3 separate regions of the Mus musculus genome follow, and all the other regions are linked to region 2. Evidence: chromatin contacts called from public promoter capture Hi-C data. All regions are on one chromosome and are shown on one strand. Each heading gives the region's core, a stretch centred on a gene start, on an enhancer-like site or on the middle of the called end of the contact. The rest is flanking DNA. Distances are from core to core; before and after follow the strand shown. Region 1 holds the start of 4930404N11Rik (RIKEN cDNA 4930404N11 gene). Region 2 holds the start of Gpx4 (glutathione peroxidase 4). Region 3 holds the start of Pias4 (protein inhibitor of activated STAT 4).

What was found. Promoter capture Hi-C pulls out the DNA fragments that hold promoters and counts their contacts. Capture Hi-C pulls out chosen DNA fragments and counts their contacts.
Region 1: a promoter capture Hi-C map of liver shows a contact between it and region 2, with 5 times the contacts expected there. The contact joins the promoter of 4930404N11Rik here to the promoter of Gpx4 in region 2. A contact is called at or near these places in 2 of 39 promoter capture datasets (liver and neutrophils), 2 of 115 datasets of contacts at active chromatin or transcription factors (microglia and pancreatic cancer cells) and 1 of 9 other capture datasets (liver).
Region 3: a promoter capture Hi-C map of adipose tissue shows a contact between it and region 2, with 3 times the contacts expected there. The contact joins the promoter of Pias4 here to the promoter of Gpx4 in region 2. A contact is called at or near these places in 1 of 39 promoter capture datasets (cranial neural crest) and 2 of 9 other capture datasets (adipose tissue and liver).

What each region holds. Positions count from the first base shown.
Region 1 is chr10:81,362,826-81,367,339 of GRCm38.p6, reverse strand. 4930404N11Rik (RIKEN cDNA 4930404N11 gene) reads left to right here and starts at 1,520. Exons shown (of 4, transcript NM_001014836.3): 1 at 1,520-1,636; 2 at 2,360-2,598; 3 at 2,673-2,798; 4 at 3,104-3,316. The coding sequence starts at 1,554. The coding sequence ends at 3,276. Mfsd12 (major facilitator superfamily domain containing 12) reads right to left here. Exons shown (of 10, transcript NM_028657.4): 7 at 4,482-4,514; 8 at 4,313-4,407; 9 at 3,657-3,787; 10 at 1,115-3,570. The coding sequence ends at 3,548. It overlaps Fzr1 (fizzy and cell division cycle 20 related 1), which reads left to right. Exons shown (of 14, transcript NM_019757.1): 14 at 1-461.
Region 2 is chr10:80,051,505-80,055,978 of GRCm38.p6, reverse strand. Gpx4 (glutathione peroxidase 4) reads right to left here and starts at 2,414. Exons shown (of 7, transcript NM_008162.4): 1 at 2,264-2,414; 2 at 1,371-1,465; 3 at 1,135-1,279; 4 at 860-1,011; 5 at 32-56. The coding sequence starts at 2,347.
Region 3 is chr10:81,165,491-81,170,021 of GRCm38.p6, reverse strand. Pias4 (protein inhibitor of activated STAT 4) reads left to right here and starts at 2,302. Exons shown (of 11, transcript NM_021501.4): 1 at 2,302-2,337. The coding sequence starts at 2,311.

The DNA of each region.
Region 1 (4,514 bases), core at 271-2,770, 1.3 Mb before region 2:
ATGGGGACCCTCAGCCAGATGGACACTTGCCACCTGTTACCACTGCCCAAGCCATATTGGACACAGCTGAGCAGGAGGCTGAGATCCCATGAAATCCCCAAACCCAGTGTCACCTGGGGACCTGAGCCGTTGTGCCCCTCTCTGCTGCCACTCCAAACCAGAAGACCCTGGGAGGCACTGGCAGGGACCTGGGCCTCTCACCCTGTGACACTCTTAACTGCGTTGACTCTGATTGCATTGCCACCCTTTGTCTGTGTGTGCGCCTTCTGTAACCCCTCCCCGTGGGTGTCAGCTCACCCTGTCCCTAGCCAGCTGCCTTGTCTGCCTCTTCCTGGCTGCCTCTAAGCTTCCTGGGCCTCCCTGTCTTCATACCCCATCTCCACTGCCCCTTGCCTGGGGATTCCCAGTGTGGTGGCTGTGGCCTATGGTGTGTGCACGTGTGTATATATGTATTTGTGACACCTTGGGGTCGGTCTCCTGTGTTTTGTTGCCTTGCCCCAAAACTGCTGATGGCTGGAGAAGCCCCTGGGACACAGTCACTATGGGGTTGGCTGCCTGCAGGCCTGTGGGAGTCATAGCCTTGTGAGCTAAGTGGGTTCTGCACTTAACAGGAGTTTAAGGTTCAGGGCCACCTGCTGCTGTTGACATCTGTACCCAAAAGCAAAATGCCTTTAGATGTGCACTAGTGTCACAGGCCCTTGTGACCTCCTGTTGGTGGAAATCCTGCTGGGCGTGTTCCATATGCAGGGGTAGGTGCAGCCTGCCTTCTGATTCCTGGCTGACCTTCTTGGTGTGTGTGGTTCAGAAGGCACCTGCCCTGGACAGAGCAGCCAGCTGTGACTGTGAAGGCCATGAATGGGAAGGGCTGGTATACAGGTCAGGGTGCAGGTGAGTCAGAGAGTAAGGACCAAAGCCTACAGAGCCAGAACTGCAAGCAGGGAGGGCCTGTGGCTTGGGCTCCCACCCCACAGCAGTGTCCTGGGTAAGTTGGCCAGGACCCTGACTGGAGCAAGCTTAGCATGTTGGTGACCAGAGAGGGGGAGGTGATGTCTGGTGAGAAAACAGGAACCCAAGTGGAGCGCCGCCTATACAGACTGTAAAGGGTTGACTGAGCTATGAGATTGGTTGTTGCTGTTTATTGTCATGAGATACACAGGATGCACTAGCAGAATGAGCAGGCCCTGGGCTCTGCATGTTCAGCGATGCCACCAGTGATCCCAGAGCATTCTCCCCAACCCAAGACTTAGGTATCCACTTCCTTCTGTGGATCTCTAGATCATGGCCCATACTTTGTGGCCTTTGTCACTGTGCCCTTACTTGGATGTGTCTTGAGGACAGAGATGGGGTGGAGACCCACGCTCTAGAGGGCATGACCTCCCGCTGTGGGGCAGGGAGGGGGGAGGGAACACTTTGGGTCCCAGCCCCGCACCAGGAAGTAAGCTGAGGTCTTAGACTGTGGCTGCCCGCTTCCCTGTTGCTGGGATACCTTTGTCCCTGTCAACAATGGCCCCAGGGCCTTGGTGACTAGAGCCTCTGGGCAGGCAGGGCCAGACATGGAAAACGTGAGGCGGGAGGCTACTCGGCCCTCTGTTCCCTCAGGCACCCTTGAACTCTACTTCCCCGACCATCTCTACCGGTGGGTTCCTGCCCTTGGTCCCTTTCTTCACCCAGACCCCAGATCCCCTACCCCTACCAGCAGCTCAGGTGGCTGGGATGGAGGTATGCAAGGGTTGTAAGTTAGGCATTTGCACACACCCACTCCCAAGCAGACAGGTGCTGCCACTCATACTCCCAAGCAGAGGGGTCTATTGATTCTCCTGTCTACAGGTGCTGCAGTGGCAGCCATGTGCCTGAATGCCCTCCCTTTTTAGATTCTTGTGTGTATCCCGAGCTGTTCATAAGCCCACAGAGATCCTCCTGCCTTGGCACACTTAGTGTCGCCACCCACACCTAGCAGAAAAGTCCCATTTCATAGGTCTGCTCACACTTGGGCCTTCCATGGTGCTGATGACAGGCCACCTCACGTGGGTCCCTTGCAAGCCCCACTCCTGCAGCCTGCATGGCCTCCCATGCATGCACCATCTGTGGGGAGTTACAGGCTAGGCACACCCTTGGTCCCTCCTTCCCCCAACAGCCATAAGTGGCTCAAGGCTGAGGCAGGATTGCTGCCAGGTCAACACTGACAACTGCCTCAAACAGGGCCATTCTCGGCTACAAGATATAGACTGCAGGTGGGAAAGTGCACAGAGGAGATGGGTAGAAGGGGATGACTCTCACCCAGCACCTTGGCAAAGAGTTGGGACAGGAAAGCTGGCTGGGACCAGCAGGACGCCCTGGCTCAGTCCCCACCCTCCCTCAGCAATGACTACGTGTCCCTGGAGGGGCCCCGTTGGGCGCCGGCCATCAAACAAGCCGTGCGCTGGAAATTCACGCCCATGGGACGGGATGCGGCCGGCCAGGTGTGGTTCACCGGCCTGACCAACTCAGAACCTGGTGATGCCTGGTACAAGCTGCCCCGTGCTCTTGACACTCCGTACCGCGAGGCCCACACGCGTTGGCACGGCTGCTTTCAGAGTCGCCAGCGTGGCCTGCCGCCCGGTGAGTATCCCACCTCCGGTCGTGCACACCCGTGGGTCTCAAACTGACACCCTCCCTTCCGTGCCTCCCCGCAGCCTACACACAGCACTTGCGGGAGATGGCCTTCTGGGACCCCGCGATAACCGCGCAGTATCTCAACTCAGGCCCGCGCTGGGGGTGCATGCAGTGGAGGGACAGGCAAATCCGTGGCAAGGAGTTCGGTGAGCTGAGGGGATGCGGACAGGAGGGGGCCGGGGGTAGTACTGCACGTGGGTCACTCCACTCTCGGAGGCAGAGATAGGGGGATTTTTGGTCCCGGAGGCAGCCTGGGCTAGCTAGTGTCAAAAGAAAACAATATTAAAAAAAAAAAAAAACGAAAAAATAAGGAGGGCTAGGCCAGCAATGGGCAGAGGTGCGGGAGCGCAGGATGGGCGTGGCCTGGTGGGCTCGGTCAGCATAAGGATTTGGGAGCCCCCCCCCCACCCCCGGCCCCGCAGCTGCAGAGCTCGTCCGGTCCTGTCCGCAGTGGTCACCAGGAACCAGTTCGGGGCAAAGCTGCCCTGGCGGTCCGACTATGTGCCGCTCCTGTCGCTGCCACAGCGGCCGCGCTTCACCGCGCAGGACTTCAGACAGCGGGGCCTGCAGCGGCCCTGCCCGGCCATCGGCCAGCCTCCTCCGGCTTTCACACCCGCGCTCTGATAAAGCCGTGCTACCGACCCGTGTGTCCGTGTCCCCGTAAGCCAGGTGATCTCTCCCACGTGCAGCCCGGGCATGTGTCCCCTACAGCCTCCCGGTAGGCTGGTGCATCCCTGTCAAAAGTGGGGCGAGGCACAACGGGCCCCTAGGGCTCACTCAGCAAGCTTGGCCGGGTACACCCACCCGCAGGCCGTGCCCTCTGATCCTGAGCAGGTTGGGGAGGGGGCAGGGTGTCTGCCTGGTCCTTCATAACGTCGCCCTGGGGAGCCAGAGGTCAAGGCCGGTCTCGCGGGTCCCCTGTAATAAGGAGTGGAGTGGCGTTGGGAAGGGCGGGTCCCAGGTTGCACCCCGCCCCCACCCAAGTCCTAGTAATGGAGACCCACGGTTGCGAATGCGGATGGGCCAGATGAGGAGGCTGCAGAGAGCCAGAGCCGCGGCCACACCCACGCCGCCTGTCACTGCTGTCATCACCCAGTGGTAGAAGCTGATGCAGGCCCCACAGCACAGCTCAGAGCTAGGGAACAGAGGGTGAATGAAGGACAGGAGAGAAAGGTCCAGCTGCTGGTCCCTGGGGAGTGCCGCAGTGTCTCCTGAAACTGCCTCTGTGGTTTCCATTTCAAGTTCCAGGGGACCCTAGACACATACCCCCAAATATGCACATTTGCATGCGCTTGCTCACAGTCCCCTGCAGCCCACAGCCCTGCCCTTGGTCTCTTGGCTCCTGCACGGTCTCCTCAGTCCTGCCCAAGGACCTTTGCTTGGGCCCTGCAGCGACACAGAGGTTCTGGCACACGGGCTAGGTTCTCAGGGAGCCTCCCAGCCTTCTGTCAAACTCCTAGACCCCACGCTCAACCCCACCTCTGCTTAGCAGTTACCGACAGGACTGCCATTGTCCTGGGCCAGCACAGGTGGCTGGGTGGCTCAGGAACAAATACTGTGAGGTTCCGAGTGGCTCTGTGTGCCCTCAGTGTTTGCTGAATAAACGAACTGCCCAAAGTAAGGAATGCATGCTCTCCAAGTCTGAGGGACAAAAACTCACGGACAGGGATGCAGGCTCTGCACAGCCATGACTGCCAGTCCGTTGGCCACCTTATCCGAAAAGCTCATAGCACCATACACGAAGGCTCCACTGTGCTGGGGGGACACACGGGGTTAGTGCCCAGACCGGAGGTCCTGACCACGCCCCAGGCTCTTCCCACCAGCCCTACCGTGTGTGGGCCAATGAGGTCAGCTGTCATGGC
Region 2 (4,474 bases), core at 1,165-3,664:
GGGACACATTCCCACACTGTATGCCACTTACCTTGGTAAAGTTCCATTTGATGGCACTGGGAGGGGAGGGGGAAGGAGAAAAAAAGAATGTTTACAAGTGGTACCTGCCAGGGCATGGTGGTACACAACTTTAATCCCAGCATTTAGAAAACAGGCAAGTGGATATGAGAGTTCTAAGCCAGCCTGGTTGGACATAGTCTGTTCCAGGCCAGCCAGGGAAACTGAAGCTGTAGCTCCCTTGGTGGTTAGAGGAATGCACTGCTCTTCTGGGGAATGGGCTACACTCCCAGCACCGAAAGTCTGTTAACTCCAATTCCCAGGACTCACAGGCTGTCTTCCGGCCTTGGAGGGCTTCAAGCATGCATGCATGCATGACACAGACTTGCATGCACACAAAACGCATACACAAAATGAAAATAATCTGGCGTGGTAGGGGCAGACAGGCCAAAGACTGTGAGCACTGGCTGTCCTTAAAGAGCACTCAAACTCAGCCCCCAGGCCCCACTTGGTGGCTACCAACCCACCAACCCCAGCTTTGGCAAATTCCATGCCCTCTTCTAGTCTCTGCAGACACTGTACCTACGTGGTACACATAAATACACTCAGACAAAACACCCATACACATAAAATACAACTAAAGTCATCTTTGAGGCTCAGCCAGGTGGTGCACACCTTTAATCCCAGCACTTTAGCAGGGCAGGCAGATCTCTGAGTTCTGACCCAAACTAGAGCTACACAATGAAACACACACACCCCCCCCCAAAAAAAACAAGGAAAAAAAAAAAACCTAAAAATTTGGCACCTGCTCCCCACCCAGGTCCAGAGCCATCTGTCCCCTCCCTCCCCCAGGGCCACTCACTTTCCCAGCATGCCCCTGCCCTTGGGCTGGACTTTCATCCATTTCCACAGTGGGTGGGCATCGTCCCCATTTACACAGATCTTGCTGTACATGTCAAACTTGACGTTGTAGCCGGCTGCAAACTCCTTGATTTCTTGATTACTTCCTGGCTCCTGCAGGAAGCAACATTTACTTGGAAGATACACTACACTGTACACTGAGACACACACACACACTGACACAGCCCCCCACCCCCACCCCGTATGAGGGGCATTGCCTGGGGAACAGCCACACACCTGCCTCCCAAACTGGTTGCAGGGGAAGGCCAGGATTCGTAAACCACACTCAGCATATCGGGCATGCAGATCGACTAGCTGAGTGTAGTTTACGTCAGTTTTGCCTCATTGCGAGGCCACGTTGGTGACGATGCACACGAAACCCCTGGGAGAGAGAAAGAGTGGGAATGAAGCCAGTCAGGAAATCCCCATTTTCAGACCAGCCATGCACACCGCCCATATGACTAGAAACCCACCTGTACTTATCCAGGCAGACCATGTGCCCGTCGATGTCCTTGGCTGAGAATTCGTGCATGGAGCGCGCACAGCGCCAATCATCGCGGGATGCACACTGTAAAACAGGAAAACTGAGTGTCCTAACCCAGGTCCCCTAGGGGAGAAGAATCCGGTGCCAAAGAAAGAAAGTCCTGGGGCACTAGGTGGAGGAGTCTCAAGGTTCCTTCCATTAAGTACGCCCCTTTCAGGTCGTCCTGATAAGATCTGTGGACACCCCTAGAATATGCTACCAGGGAAGAGGACGGCAGGGGTATCCCTGGCCGCACACCAAGCCCAGGAACTCGGAGCTGTTGCAGTACTGGGGAGGCTCTTGCAGCAGAGGCCCCGGGTTGAAAGGTTCAGGAATGGGCTCCATCCGGCGAGGGCGCGCCCTCCTGCGGCGGCGCGCGCGCGCTTTCCTTCGCCGAGGGCCCGGGCGTTTCCTAGGACTTTGGCGTCCAGGTCCACGGCGTCGCCGGCCTCTCGGGGATCCGCCGCGCTGTCTGCAGCGTCCCCGCTTGCGGGCGGCCGCGCGGCCCATGCCCGCCGGTCTGTGCGTCCCAAGCACAGCGCGGGGACAAAGAGCCGGTAGCCAAGGCGCCGCCGACTGTGACGCACCAGGCCGGGCAGGGCGCGTGACCAGGTCAGAGCCCGCTATGGTGACCCCGACACCGGTTCTCACCGCCCAAGGACCTCCCGCGCCGAGGCCTAGCCTTGTTCAACCCCGGAGATGCCTATCAGGCTCCGCTTTCCCACCTGGGTGCCCCCTTCTCTAGCTAACCGATCCCACGACCCCTGATCTCCACCCTGGATACGGTGACCCGACTCCGAACCCCGCCCCCACCCGCGATCCTCCAAGTTCCCAGTAGCCCACCATGGTGCCTGCCAGACCAGGCGCAGCCAGAGCCCCGCACAGCAGTGCTGGCTTAAGTAAGCGGCTCAGACGGCCCCAGCTCATCTCGGCGGCCGGAGCCAGCGGCTCCTCCCCTCACGCAGCCGACCAATGGACGCGCGAGGCCGAGTATGGCTTGCCCGCCCTCGGGCACGCCCACTGACGTCTCTTATTGGTCAGATGCGCCTGCGCTAAGACGCGAGGCCCCTGCAGCCAATGGGAAGCCTGAATGAAGGGACGGCTTGGGCGGGGCTGGGCTTACGAGTTTGTTGTTATCAGCAACTGCGCATGCCCAGTGATAGGGACGCGGGAGAAACGGGAGCCGCGTTCTCGCGGACGACGCGTTGGAGGGCTGTGGACAGTTATCCGCGAGGTTGCCTGCAGCGGAGCAGGGTGCCAGGGCGCTTTGGGGAACCTCTGGGAATAGAAAGCGTGTCAAAGTCATCCCCTTAAAGAGCCCCTTTGAAAGTACAGGAGTCTCCTTTTTCTACTGGAAACAGAATCTCATGTAACCCAGGCTAGCCTTGGACTGTTTATATAGCAGAGGATGACCTTGAACCCCTGGACCGCCAGCCTCAGCCTACTGAGTGCTGGGATCTCGGTGTCGGCCAATCCCCACATCCCTTCCATTTCTATTTTCTTTATCAGAGGTTGCCTCCTGTAGCTCAGGCTAACCTAAACTATGGAATGGCAAAAGTGTGCTGCCATGAGGTGTAGGGATGGAACCCAGAACCTGCAGCATGCAAGTGAGGGCTCTCAACCCATTGAGTCCCGAACCCCAGATGTAGCTTCTCCCCCCCCCCTCGACCCCCAATTTTACAGTTCAGCCGGTCTTAGAACTCAGCAATCCTGCCTTAGACTCCTAGGTACTAGGGTGATAGATAGGTCAATGACACCAGGCCCTATCTTGTCACCTGTAGATATTGATTCCTGTGAAGTTGATTTGAGGGGGTGATAAGAGGGCTTGGTGAGAAAGCCATTGCCATGAAAACACAGGACTATGTCCCAATCGAAGCACCCACGCAATCTGGTGCACAAGGATGCTCTTGTAATTCCAGAACCTGCGATTCCGAGGCTGGAGCATCCCTGCAGCTAAGTCAGGTCACCCAAGTACTCGTGGTCAGAGAGAGAACCTGCCTCAAAACCAAGATGGAGATGGGCCTAGTGGTCACACTCTTAGCCCCAGCCCTTGGAGCCTAGAGGGCAGCCTGGTCTGGTAAGCAAGTTCCAGGTCAGCCAAGGCTACAGTGAACCCTGTGTCAGGAAAGCAAGGTGGCAAGAGACATATAAATAGTTACTATTGTCCTCAGAGGTCCCTGCCTACATCAAAGAAGCCACAGGTCTTAGGGGCCTAAGTGAGAAGCTGAAGGCCCAACAGTTCCTCCTGCAACTTCACCTATGGCCTTGTCCAGCCCCCACAGCTCTCAGCCCAGCACTGGGCCCTTTGCCCTCCCCGTGTCACAGGAGTGACTCAGGACATTCCTCAGCTCAGCTGCCTGTCCACGCCCTCGCCTGGACTCTAATCCCTTCAATCCTCTTTTTCTGAACCCTGGAGTAAGCCATCCGCGAGACAGGAGCCCTCCCGGGGATCTGGGTCCAAGGGAGCTCACGCCCCACGGGCAGACACCCCCCCCCCCAAGGTTAAGATGATCTGGGGTGTCAGATACATTCTTGCCCAATCCTGTCCTGTAAGTTCTCAGTTGCCCTGAGGGCCCCCCCCCCCCCCCCGCCTCAGGAAGTCAGCTGTTTCCTCCCAGCCCCCAAGCTGGGGTGACACTGAGAGTCACTGAAGACCTCTAAGGGACTTGCACTTGAGCTTTAGCTTAAGTTGTAAATACACAACACACCCTCACAGGGCGTCTCAAAGGCCCGTACTTCTGGACGAGGGGCTGGGGCTGAAGGGCTGGGGCTGAAGGCGGCCACTCAGGAACCCAGCCCCAGGCTCTGGGAGGGATCTGCATATGGAGTGCCTTCCTCTCCCAAGTGACCCCAACTTCACCCTAATTCAGCCAGTTGGGAAATGAAGATCTGGGCTTCTGCGAAAAGCTACTTGGCAGTTCCTGAGAAGCTACCAGCTTCTGGACAGAGCCTGACTTTTACCTCATTGTTATTTTGGAGACAGGGTCTCACGTAGCCCAGGCTGGCCTGAAACTCACTTTGTAGCCAAGGATGACCTTGAACTCCTGATCCCCC
Region 3 (4,531 bases), core at 1,053-3,552, 1.1 Mb before region 2:
TAAATAAATAAATAAATAAATAAATAAATATCGAACAAGAGTACAAAAGGGGCGGGGGCTCGATTGGTGAAGTGCTTGCCTATCGTACAGAGAACCCTTCTTTAATCCTCAGCATCACAGAATAAGGTGTGGTGAGCCGTGCCTGTCACGCCAGCACTTGAGAAATAGAAGCTACAGTGGGGTTAGTTACAGAGGGGAATACCAGGTGAGCCTGAGCTTCATGAGACCGGTTCTCAAAAGAAAACACTTTTTACTCTACTTCTTGTGGGTACTAGGAAGCCACAGGGGGCTTGCGATAGAAGTCAAGCTTGGAAGAGCTCTCTCTCTCTCTTTTTAATTTAGTTAGAACAAGAGTAAGGATCGAGTGGCTTGCAGAGAATCGACCAGAATGCTAACACACACACACACACACACACACACACACACACACACACACACACACGAAAGACGACCCGGATGTGCACTGCACCGGGCCAACTAGGCTCACACCCCACCACACACACACACACACACACACACACACCACACACACACACACACACACACGAAAGACGACCCGGATGTGCACTGCACCGGGCCAACTAGGCTCACACCCCACCACACACACACACACACACACACACCACACACACACACACACCACACACACACACACACACACACACACACACACACACGAAAGACGACCCGGATGTGCACTGCACCGGGCCAACTGGGCTCACACCCCACCACACACACACACACACACACACACACACACACACCACACACACACACACACACACACCACACACACACACACACACACACACACACACACGCAAGACGACCCAGATGTGCACTGCACAGGGCCGACTAGGCTCACACCCCATCACTACAGGGCCATGCGAGCCCTACACCTGCCAGCTGCCGCTCGAAGGGAACAGGGACACCTGCCCGGCCGCATTCTGTTCATCCCCAACCCTTCTCTTCATCAAAATGCAACCGTAAACATGAGCCATAAAATGCACCAGAGCAGGAAGCACATACACCTTTAAGACCACCCTCCCCACGTGGGCGCGGTCCAGTCCTCCCAATGAAACGGAAGCAAGGGGCGGTGCCGTTCTCGCTTAAAAACCCAGAGCGGGGCTAGAAGTGAGCGTGGCCCCAGTGCAAGCTTCGAAAATTTGGGGGTTGGGTGGGGCTTGTGGGTAGTTAGAAAGCCAAGGAGGGCCCCTGAAATGGTGATCGCCCAGAAGTCTATTAGGAGTTCGATCCACAGAACTCATTTTGTGACACCTGGTTAAAGGAGAAAGCAATTCCAGCAAATTGTCCTCTGATGTCCACCTAGGGGGCTTGGAACGCGCGCACCCACACCTATTCGCGTTAGTCTCTAAACCTGATGACCTGAGTTCGATTCCCTGAATCCATATTGTGGAAATATACAAACCCCTTAGATTGTCTTTGGACGATCAAAAATTGCGTGTCTCCCCCAGTATATAAATAAAACAGACCACAGAAAAGTGGGCGTAGCCTTGAGCCAACAAATAAAGAAGGAAAAATGCAGCTAGAGGGGCTTCTGTGCCCTAAAGAAGCAAGGCTACGCAGGGCTTGGTTATGTTCATCTTTAATCTCAGTTCTCCGGAAGCAGGGGCAGGAGGATTTCAGTGAGTTTGAGGCCAGTCTGGTCTACAAAGCGAGTTCCACAGAGCCAGGGCTACATGGTGAACCTGTCTCAAAAAACAAAAACAATTTTTAAAAACCCACAACTGTTGCCACCGCAAGCCAATTTGAAAACGAGGCAGGGGGTTCGGCCTGTACTCTACAGAAAAGGTGGGGCCAGTAAGAGAGGGAGCAGGGCAAAGGGTATATGGTTCAGGCACTAGCTGGTTCATCCCTGCTACCTACACAGTGGAAGGAGAAAACCTAATTTCCTAGACTGTTTTGTGACTTTCACATATGTACACACTAAATAAACACAAAAATTTAGCGGTTCTCTAAAGCAAGAGAAATGAGGCGGCGGGAAGTGCTGCTATTTCTTTAAGCAGCAGACTCCTCCCCAGAGTGGGCGTGGTAGCGGCCAGCGCCTTGAAAAATAACCGTGGGGGGCGGGATTTGGCAATTGTCCGTTGTGATTGGTCAGATCCTCGGGCGGGGTTCCTGTAGGCGCGTGCGCGTGATGCATCCTCCCGCCTCTCAGACGCGGGGGCGTGGAGGAAGGAGCCAGCACTCGCTTTTACTGGCTCTCGCGCAGGCTCCGCCCTTTAGTCGAGGGCCCTCACGTGACGCGACGGCTGGGGCCTCCCGGCGCGGGGGACGCTAGTGGCCAAGATGGCGGCAGAGCTGGTGGAGGCCAAAGTGAGTGAGCGAGAGTGGCTCCGGCCGGGACAGGCGGGTGGCGGAGTACGGACCGCTCCTCGCAGGGAGCTGGGAGGGCGGGGTGTGGCGGCGCGGGCGGCGAGGGTGCGACTGGGACGCGGGCTGAACCTGCGGGCGGGGGGCGGGGAGACCGGGGGCGGGGTCGCCAGCTCCCTCCTGGGGTGTCCCCGCCGTCTACTGTCACTTCTCTACTGACCCTAGCAGGGGTTCCCACAGTGTGGCTACACAGCTTTCCCGGTGCAGGCACTGTCCTCTCCTTTGGGTTAGCTCTGTTGGGACATAACTGGGGGTCCTTCTGTGGTCTGGGAAGCCGAAGGAATGCAAAGTGACTTCGCCATCAGGTTTCCAAGGCAACGAGTAGGACTCAGGTCCGGGTGCCCCCCCTCTTTCCTCCCCCACAGGCCTGCATGGGGAAGGTCTACAGGGATTGCCACAAGTCCTCTGATTCTCGGGGCTCAGACTGACACCTTCTGACTCCAGACTCAGGCCAACTATAAGTGCCCAAGTTCATTTTAGAGACTCAGCCCTCGAGTCCCGCTCCCCACTTGTCAGCTCTGGGGTACCTCTTCACTTCAGCCTCCAGTGATCCTGTCTCACTCTAACCCATCTCTAACCTGTGAATCGCCTTGTAGAGTTTCTCTGCTGCCTGGCATACTGGACCCACCACCTCCTTGTTATGTGTTCCTCAGATTGATCCTCACAGGACACCTTGACTGAGTCCAGGGGAACATTGTTTAGACTTGTTCCCCCATTTCTGCATTAAGGTACCAGGGCTCTGACCTGACTTGAGTCCCCATTAAACCCTCTTGAAGTACAGCTTGGCTTAGCCTACATCCAGTTCTGCTCTGTCTCCCTGTCAAGGTTCCAGCACACTTGTCCCTCCAGAGTTATTGGAGTTCCTCAGTCCCCCTCAAGCATCTTCCCACCCATAAGATTCAGACTTGCCCCCCCCCCCCCCGTTTTTCTGCCTGCCTTGTGACATGGTCCTTCCCTCCCCACTGGGACCCTTAGGGTTATTCTAGAGGATCTGATTAAAAGGTGTCGTCCTCACCAGGCATGGTGGCACACCTTTAATCCCAGGGGTCTGGAGACAGAGGGAGGCAAATCTCTGTGAGTTTAAAGCCAACATGGTCTACAAAGTGAGTTCCTGGACAGCCAGGGCTCCACAGAGAAATCCTGTTTCAAAAAATCATTTAAAAAAAAAAGTGCAGCTGGGCGTGGTGGCGTACGCCTTTAATCCCAGTGCTCGGGAGGCAGAGGCAGGCGGATTTCTGAGTTTAAGGCCAGCCTGATCTACAGAGTGAGTTCCAGGACAGCCAGGGCTACACAGAGAAGCCCTGTCCTGAAAAACCAAAAAAAAAAAAAAAAAAAAAGTGTACCCCTCTTTCTCACCATTTACTCACCCCAAATCTACACCATTTACATAGTGGTTTTCTCTTGGGAAACAGAACTTTGAGATGGAGATATGTAAACTATGATCTGGAACGCAGGAGTTTTTTTTGTTTTTTATTTGGTTTTTTTGAGAAAGAGTTTCTCTGTGTAGCCCTGGCTGTCCTGGAACTCACTCTGTAGACCAGGCTGGCCTTGAATTCAGAAAATCGCCTGCCTCTGCCTCCCAAGTGCTAGGATTAAAGGTGTGGGCCACCACGCCCGGCTGGAACACAGTTTTACTCCTTGAAGTCCCCCTTGTACCATCCTAGAACATTGGGGTGAGGCCAAAGACTCTGTACCTTCATCCCCCCTCAGTGAGAAGGGCTGCGATTGCTTCTTTGCGGTCTAGATTCTTTAAATAAAAGCTGATGACCTCTACTTGACTCTCTGCCCCCTAGACCTCCACCTCCACCTTAGTTAGGTGAACTTGACTCTTCTTTGAAACTCTGAAATGGTCCAGAGGACTCCTGTCATGGCCCCTCACAGTGTTTTAAGAATGATAGCAATACCTCCACTTTTCTGGTAGCTTTCCTCCAATCTGTCCCAACAGGCCAGAGATTCTGTCTTTTGAGGCATCCTGGGGTTTCCAGGAAGCGAGATTGTGGTGTTTGTGGATGAATGGACCATGCTCCATCATCCTGTGGGTGAATGGTGCCTGCAGCAGGCTTGGGGCCAAGCCTTCGTCCTTTGCCCCTGTGTTGGGCATCTCAGCTTTCTAAAGAGCCTAGGCTAGTGTCACAGC